Regions from separate parts of the Anas platyrhynchos genome. Here region 2 is linked to region 1. Evidence: chromatin contacts called from public Hi-C data. All regions are on one chromosome and are shown on one strand. Each heading gives the region's core, a stretch centred on a gene start, on an enhancer-like site or on the middle of the called end of the contact. The rest is flanking DNA. Distances are from core to core; before and after follow the strand shown. Region 1 overlaps PAWR (pro-apoptotic WT1 regulator). Region 2 has its middle 9.2 kb from the start of PAWR.

What was found. Hi-C and Micro-C count contacts between places; a contact is called where the count stands out from the background.
Region 2: a contact with region 1 is called in a Hi-C map of liver, with 3 times the contacts expected there. The contact joins two enhancer-like sites. A contact is called at or near these places in 2 of 8 Hi-C or Micro-C datasets (liver and skeletal muscle).

The regions. Positions count from the first base shown.
Region 1 is chr1:41,746,297-41,749,276 of IASCAAS_PekinDuck_T2T, reverse strand. The region is part of intron 3 of PAWR (pro-apoptotic WT1 regulator); the gene reads left to right. Among named protein-coding and RNA genes, the nearest start is that of PAWR, 48 kb to the left of the region's middle. Within about 2 kb of position 1,411, at least 1 of the 8 cell types and tissues checked has an H3K27ac peak or open chromatin away from gene starts, as enhancers often do.
Region 2 is chr1:41,803,895-41,806,874 of IASCAAS_PekinDuck_T2T, reverse strand. No RefSeq gene overlaps it. Among named protein-coding and RNA genes, the nearest start is that of PAWR, 9.2 kb to the right of the region's middle. Within about 2 kb of position 1,559, at least 4 of the 8 cell types and tissues checked have an H3K27ac peak or open chromatin away from gene starts, as enhancers often do.

The DNA.
Region 1 (2,980 bases), core at 162-2,661:
AGCTGTAAATGTTTCATAGAGGCACCTTACAAGCTATGCTGAAAGCAATAAATAAAATCAAGTTAGGGAATGAAAGTCTCTGGTGGCTTCTAAGCTGTGTGAAAAGCCACGAGGAATGCAGCGAACTGAAGTATTACGTGCATCTCCATTAGGAAACAGCTGAAAACCTGCTTGGCACAAGCATCCCAAGAGTTTTCTGCTTGAATCTTATGCCAAGGATATGCTGCCAAATAAGCCTCTTAACTTGCATTATTGCAGTTTATACCTGTCTATTTTGCGTTTACTGGCTTTTTATTTTGCACAACAGTGTAATGACATACAGCATCGCTTTGCAATAGCTATTATCTGATGTAGTAATGATGTTTATATCTATTAGTACCTGACCACAGCTTTTCAGTGCTTTCTATCTAGGTTTCACATAGTTCTTGCAAAGGAGAACTGGGTGCCTGCATTTAAGAGTCATTATTACCTTTTATATCTATATTTTTATGGTGTTACTTTTCACTGAGGCTGTTCAGTTATGCTACAGGGAGTGCCCCAATTTATTAAGACGTGCTTTTATTTTTTATGCTATATTTGTTCAGATGTTAGGCCAAGTGTTATTTTACATAATAACATGATCATAATACTGGTATACTTAAAAAAAAAAACCAACAAAAAAAACTTAAATAATACGTGTTTAAAATACAAAAATATGTAAATTAGGAGAGGCTGTATTTGAGTGTATGAAGTTGCGTGTAATTCTGCAAAATCAGATTGTAGGACTGATATTTGACAGTTAAATTACCATATAATGTTGGGTTTTCTCTTTGCAGATTAATGACATGATCTGTCTGACAGGGATGGTGAAAAAACAATTAGTATTCACAGAGCACTTAGACAATAACAGTGAATGCAATAGAAAGACTCAAGAGGAAATTTTATTGTATGTCCAAAGTATTCCCATAGGATGGATTAAAAAGTACTGAAATCCAGTGTTTAAACATTGAAGCATCACTTATTTATTTAATGCACTTACATCTAAAGTAGGTTTTCCATGTGCAGTGATTTTAAAGTGACACTGGGCACAGGGGATTTGCTGCTCTGCACGGTTCCGGACACAAACCAGGTACTTCCCATGTTTAACTGAGATTCTTGGCATGACTTGGGACACCCAAATTATTCCTTTGATCTCTCTAAGGAAAATACAAACCCAGGAATTCCATCTTTCCACGATCCTGTATGATTGATCCATCACGCAAGCAGTCTACAGTAATACAGGCATGTACCAGAGCAGTTTGAGCACACCAACTGCAGTAAATACAGCATGGTGGCTGCTACTTGAAAATGCAACAAATGCAAACCCTGGACAGTACTCACAGAGTACGGTGCTTTGTGTGGTGTGTCAGAGGTCTTGTGCAAAAGTGTGTCATGGGATGACGCCGTGAGAATCAGCATCAAGCATGTAGTTGTAACGATCTGAATAAAAGATGCCTAAGTCATTGACATTCTGGTGCTTTCTGAACTGGTTGACTTTGCACTCTTAATAATTGTTTTGTAATGCGTTTTGTCTGTAGTGTTGGAGACTGTGCAATAGGACAAAAAACCGAACATAGTAACTTCTTCATTAAGAAGTTACTCACCCAGCTCACCTCTCTGGGTTTAAGAGTGATAATGTTGCATGGTAGTCTTGTCTGGTATAATTAACTAATTTAATTAAATTGTGTGCGTGTTGTTATTGTCGCTTTTGTAGAAAGGCAGTTTCAAAACAGTGGAATTCCTTGTTGAATGGGCTGCATAATCTTCATGGCTGCGGCAGCACAGGTTTATTTGCCAAAATCTTCCTCCTGTCCTCTCATGTGAGCAGCCTGTGTGTGTGTGGTGCTGAGCCATCTGCATTCGGTAAGTTTTGTATTCCCCAAAGGATCTGCACAAGCTCAGCAAGTCTGGTTCAACTCTATCACACGCGTGCTACCAGACACTGCTGCTGGTGAGGAATGCTTTACACAGCCACATCAGGAGCATTTAATTTAGTGAAGGAGCCATTCCAACTTCAAATCTCATTTTAGGAACGCATTTCACTCCCGGTAAATTAAGTCAAATGTACCCATGAAGTCTTTTCTAGTTGAGTATTAGTTCCTATGTGCACACCCACAGCGGTTCGTTGCAGGACCTGCATGAACACCGAAGCTGAACAAAGCCTGAGCGGAGGCTCCTGGCTGCTGCTTCGGGTTCTCAATGGTGCCTGGCAGTGGCAGGGGTTTCAGGCACTTCCTAAATCCTTGTGCAGAGTGTGTACATTATGATTTCTTTCTTGTAGTTTCTGTTAAGTTGTGCTGTGATCTCTCCATTAAGATTTTTTTGCTTTGTTTGCTTTTCCTTTCCTATTTTCTTATCTCCAGATGTTGCTGCCATATACTCAGCCTGTTTTGAGCAGGTTTTTGTTCTGTGGTTGCTCTGTTTGTTTCTTTCACTGTTGACTTCATGAAGTTATACTCCAAAATTGCATAAGCTTGCGCATTAGCCTTTATACGGCCAGAAGGAATAGGAAGCAGTTTCTCAATTTCTCAGCTAATGCTTTTGAGCAGTCAGCAGGGGCCTCATGTCAAGGAATTCATTTTCCCACATGCGTGCTTTTTTGGACTGGCACCACTTTTAACTCAGATAATTGAACGCTGGTTTGGAAAGCTTCTTTTATTCCCAGAGGAGTCAATGTAGAAATTCTGCTCAGCTGTCAGAGATGATGATGTCTAAGTGGGTATCTCCTCCCAGTCTTAAGAGTCGTTGAATAAAAAAAGGTGACCCCATGGAGCACACTGTAGCTGAAGTCTCTGTGGGAAGAAGAGCCCTCTGGTAGATACAAGTTTGTTGGATTTCTGCCATATCTGCTTGTGCAAATAAATGACCCGTGTGACTGATGGCAAAAGCTTCTGTAAGATACAGTAATACATCACTGCTTGGGGTGTGGGCACAGGGGGAAGGACACTTCTGTAAGACCCTA
Region 2 (2,980 bases), core at 310-2,809, 57 kb before region 1:
TGGTGATTCAGCTTCCTCGGGTTCTTAGGTCGAAGCCACTAATAACAAGGGAAAAAAAACGTTGGTGACTGGAGGTATTTGCTTTACATTTGTTTTGAGTGCAAGAGCAGCAGTTGGGGTTTGTTAGACAGTAACAGCAAGTACCCTGCTCCAGTGACAGTGCTCTGCCTCAGCATAGACTTAAAAAATGTACCAGTCCCAAAGGTGACTGCAGATTTCTGCATGGAAGACAGAATTAATACACCCCCACCCCCCCCAAAAAAAAAAAAAAAAAAAAAAAAAAAAAAGAGCTTCAAAAACCCACAATGAATTGCTGACGCTTTAAAGGGAGAGCTGCTGCCACACCGATGAAGTCATCAGCTATTCTTACTTTTGTCAGCACCTCCCTGGTCTGTATTACTGATTAGATAGCAAAAGTATGTAGCCTTTAGAGAAAGGAGGAACTGTTCGTTTCTTCGTCTGAAAACATCACCTGTTGGATGTCTAATGTTTCTGATCTGGCCCAGGGATAATGATGGCAGGGACAAAAGCCCCGCATTCCAACCCTAATTATTTCACCCTCCTTGGTTGGGTTCTACCCATCTGTTTCGCAAGCCTATTAAAGCTTAGCAGAAGTAGTTAGCCAGGGCAGCACAATTCATCTTCCAGTGTGGTCCTTCCAGCCTTTATAACAAAGGGGAAAAAACAGAAAGAAAAAAATAGGGGGGGAGAGAAGAACCCTTGGAACCGTCTTTGGGAGCTCCACCTGTTGCAGTACACGGTGTCCTTTGAGCGGGGAGATGAGCTGGGCAGAATGGCCCCTGGAGCAAACCATACAGTGAGAAGTGGTTGCAGACATCTCTGGCCTTGAGCTGGAGCATCTCTGGACCCCAGAGCCCCCAGCCCCGCAGGTGGCTATGCCAGCCCCAGCCCTCCCCTACCAAAGCGGACAGGGGAGCCAGTCCTGTTGCCTGTGTGAGTGTCTACATCAGGTACCCTTGTTTTCAGGCTGCATCTCAGCCTCAATAAGGACAGGCCTGACTCGGAGTTGCTACGTTGCAGCTAAAATCAAGCTGCTGCTTTCTGGGGGGCTCACCCAGCCCTGCACCCTGAGGCTTCCAAGGGAGAGGAGCTTCATCCTGCCAGCTGGCACTAAATACACGTCTAGGGAAAAGGTACACAAAATACATGTGTGGGGACACAGCGTACTCGCTGCCCAGACACAAGATTTAATGGAAAAGTGAAATGGTTTAAAAAAAAAAAACAAAAATAAAAAAAAAAAATCCACATTTGCACGAACTGCTCTTATCGCGGTTCTCCAGCTGTCGTCAGCTCACCCCTCAGGTTTTTATGGCAAGCGGCAGGATACGAAAGTCTTTCCTCCCACCAAACCTGCAGCCACGGGTGCTGCTTCACGCCGTGCGGGCTGCCCGCTAACTCAGCCGCAGCCACCCCTTCCTACAGCTGCCGGAGCTCCGTGCCAGCCTGCTTCTGCCGCTTGTTTCTCCCCCCTGCACCGCCGAGGAGCGATGCGCTCCCGTTTTATATCCCCGGGCCGGGCCGTGCCGGCAGCCAGCAGGCGGCACCCGGGGGCCGCGGCAGCCGGGCCCCGCTGCCCTGTCAGGGGCGACCCGGGCCCAGCCCAGGCCCTCGGGCGCCCTGGAGGCGTTTGGCAGGGGGGTTTCCAGGACTGCCCGCTCTTGTTGTTGCTTGGGGGCAGCCCCTCCAGGTCCTTCTGCCTCTGTGCGAGCCGAGCCGGAGCTGGGCTGAGGCAGGGAGCGGGGCGAGGAGCAGAAATCTCGAGTTAATTGAGGCGTGAAGGGAGGCTGAGCGCAGCAAGGCCTCCGAGCACCGCGTACCAAAAAAATGAACGGTGCAGAGAGCTCTCGGCCAGCCTGCTGGGCTGAAACTGTCCCCTCAGGGCAGGCCGGTGAGCCTGGGAGAACAGATTTGGCTAGCATGGTCCTGCTGGAGCCTCTCGATACTGGTGTTGGCATTGGCACAGGCATTGGCACTGGCACCGGTGCCCTGCGCTGTGCCAGCAGCCCTGTGGCCGGGGAGCCAGCACGTGCAAAGCGCCCCAGGAAGGCTCAGCTAGAGCCCAGTGACAAGGGGGGAAGGCAAATTTTTAAAAAGGAAAAAAAAATCCTTTGTATCAGGAGTTGGCAAGCCTGTGTTTTATAGCAGCACTGAACTTGGCTGAAATGCCAAATGCAGATTAACTCCTTGCCCAACCCCATTGCAGTGTGACCACCATGCAAGTGTGTTGCTTACAGGCTTTGCTTTGTAACCAGAGCACTGTGTACACTGCAGTATCTCTCTAGTCTCCTTTTCCTTTGCCTCAGTCAGTCTCTCCTCCCTGATCATTGCTTTGCAAACACGTATACTATATCACAAGCACTGCTCACTTTCCTTTTAACATTATTCTCCAGTCTCCTCCACCTTTTCTCCTCAGCCCTGCGTTGGCAGGGTTCTGCCCCTATTTCCAAGCCACCATTTATACCTGTTCTGTGTGCTGGGGAGAGCTTTGAGCTACGTTATTTGTAGTTCAGGGTGATAGCCGCAATAACCGAAAGATCCAAGAAGCCACTGCCCTGAAGACCTTAAGCACTCTGAATTTCCACAGTTTCTGGGGAGTGGCACTCAGCATTGCTACACACAGACATCCAGCGTAAGAACTCCCTTCATGTTTTACTAACAAGTCCCTACAAGCTTACCGACATGCCACAGCTTCTGGAGAAAACTGACTCCATCTTCTCATCTCGGCTGTCAGCCTCCTCAGCTGCTCCTGTACGCCACCCAGATCTCCGGGACCCTCCTGGGGCATTCAGCTCCCAGCACTCCTCAGTTCTTGTAGTCACTGCCAATTTCTGCCCAGCTAGGCTGTCTCCCACCCTTCTGCTTGGTCCTTGCATTTTCTGCTCATTTGTTGCTTCCCTGTTGTTTCACTCACTCTTCAGAGCTGACCATGGGTTACTTCTTCTCTTGCTGATAGTTCCAC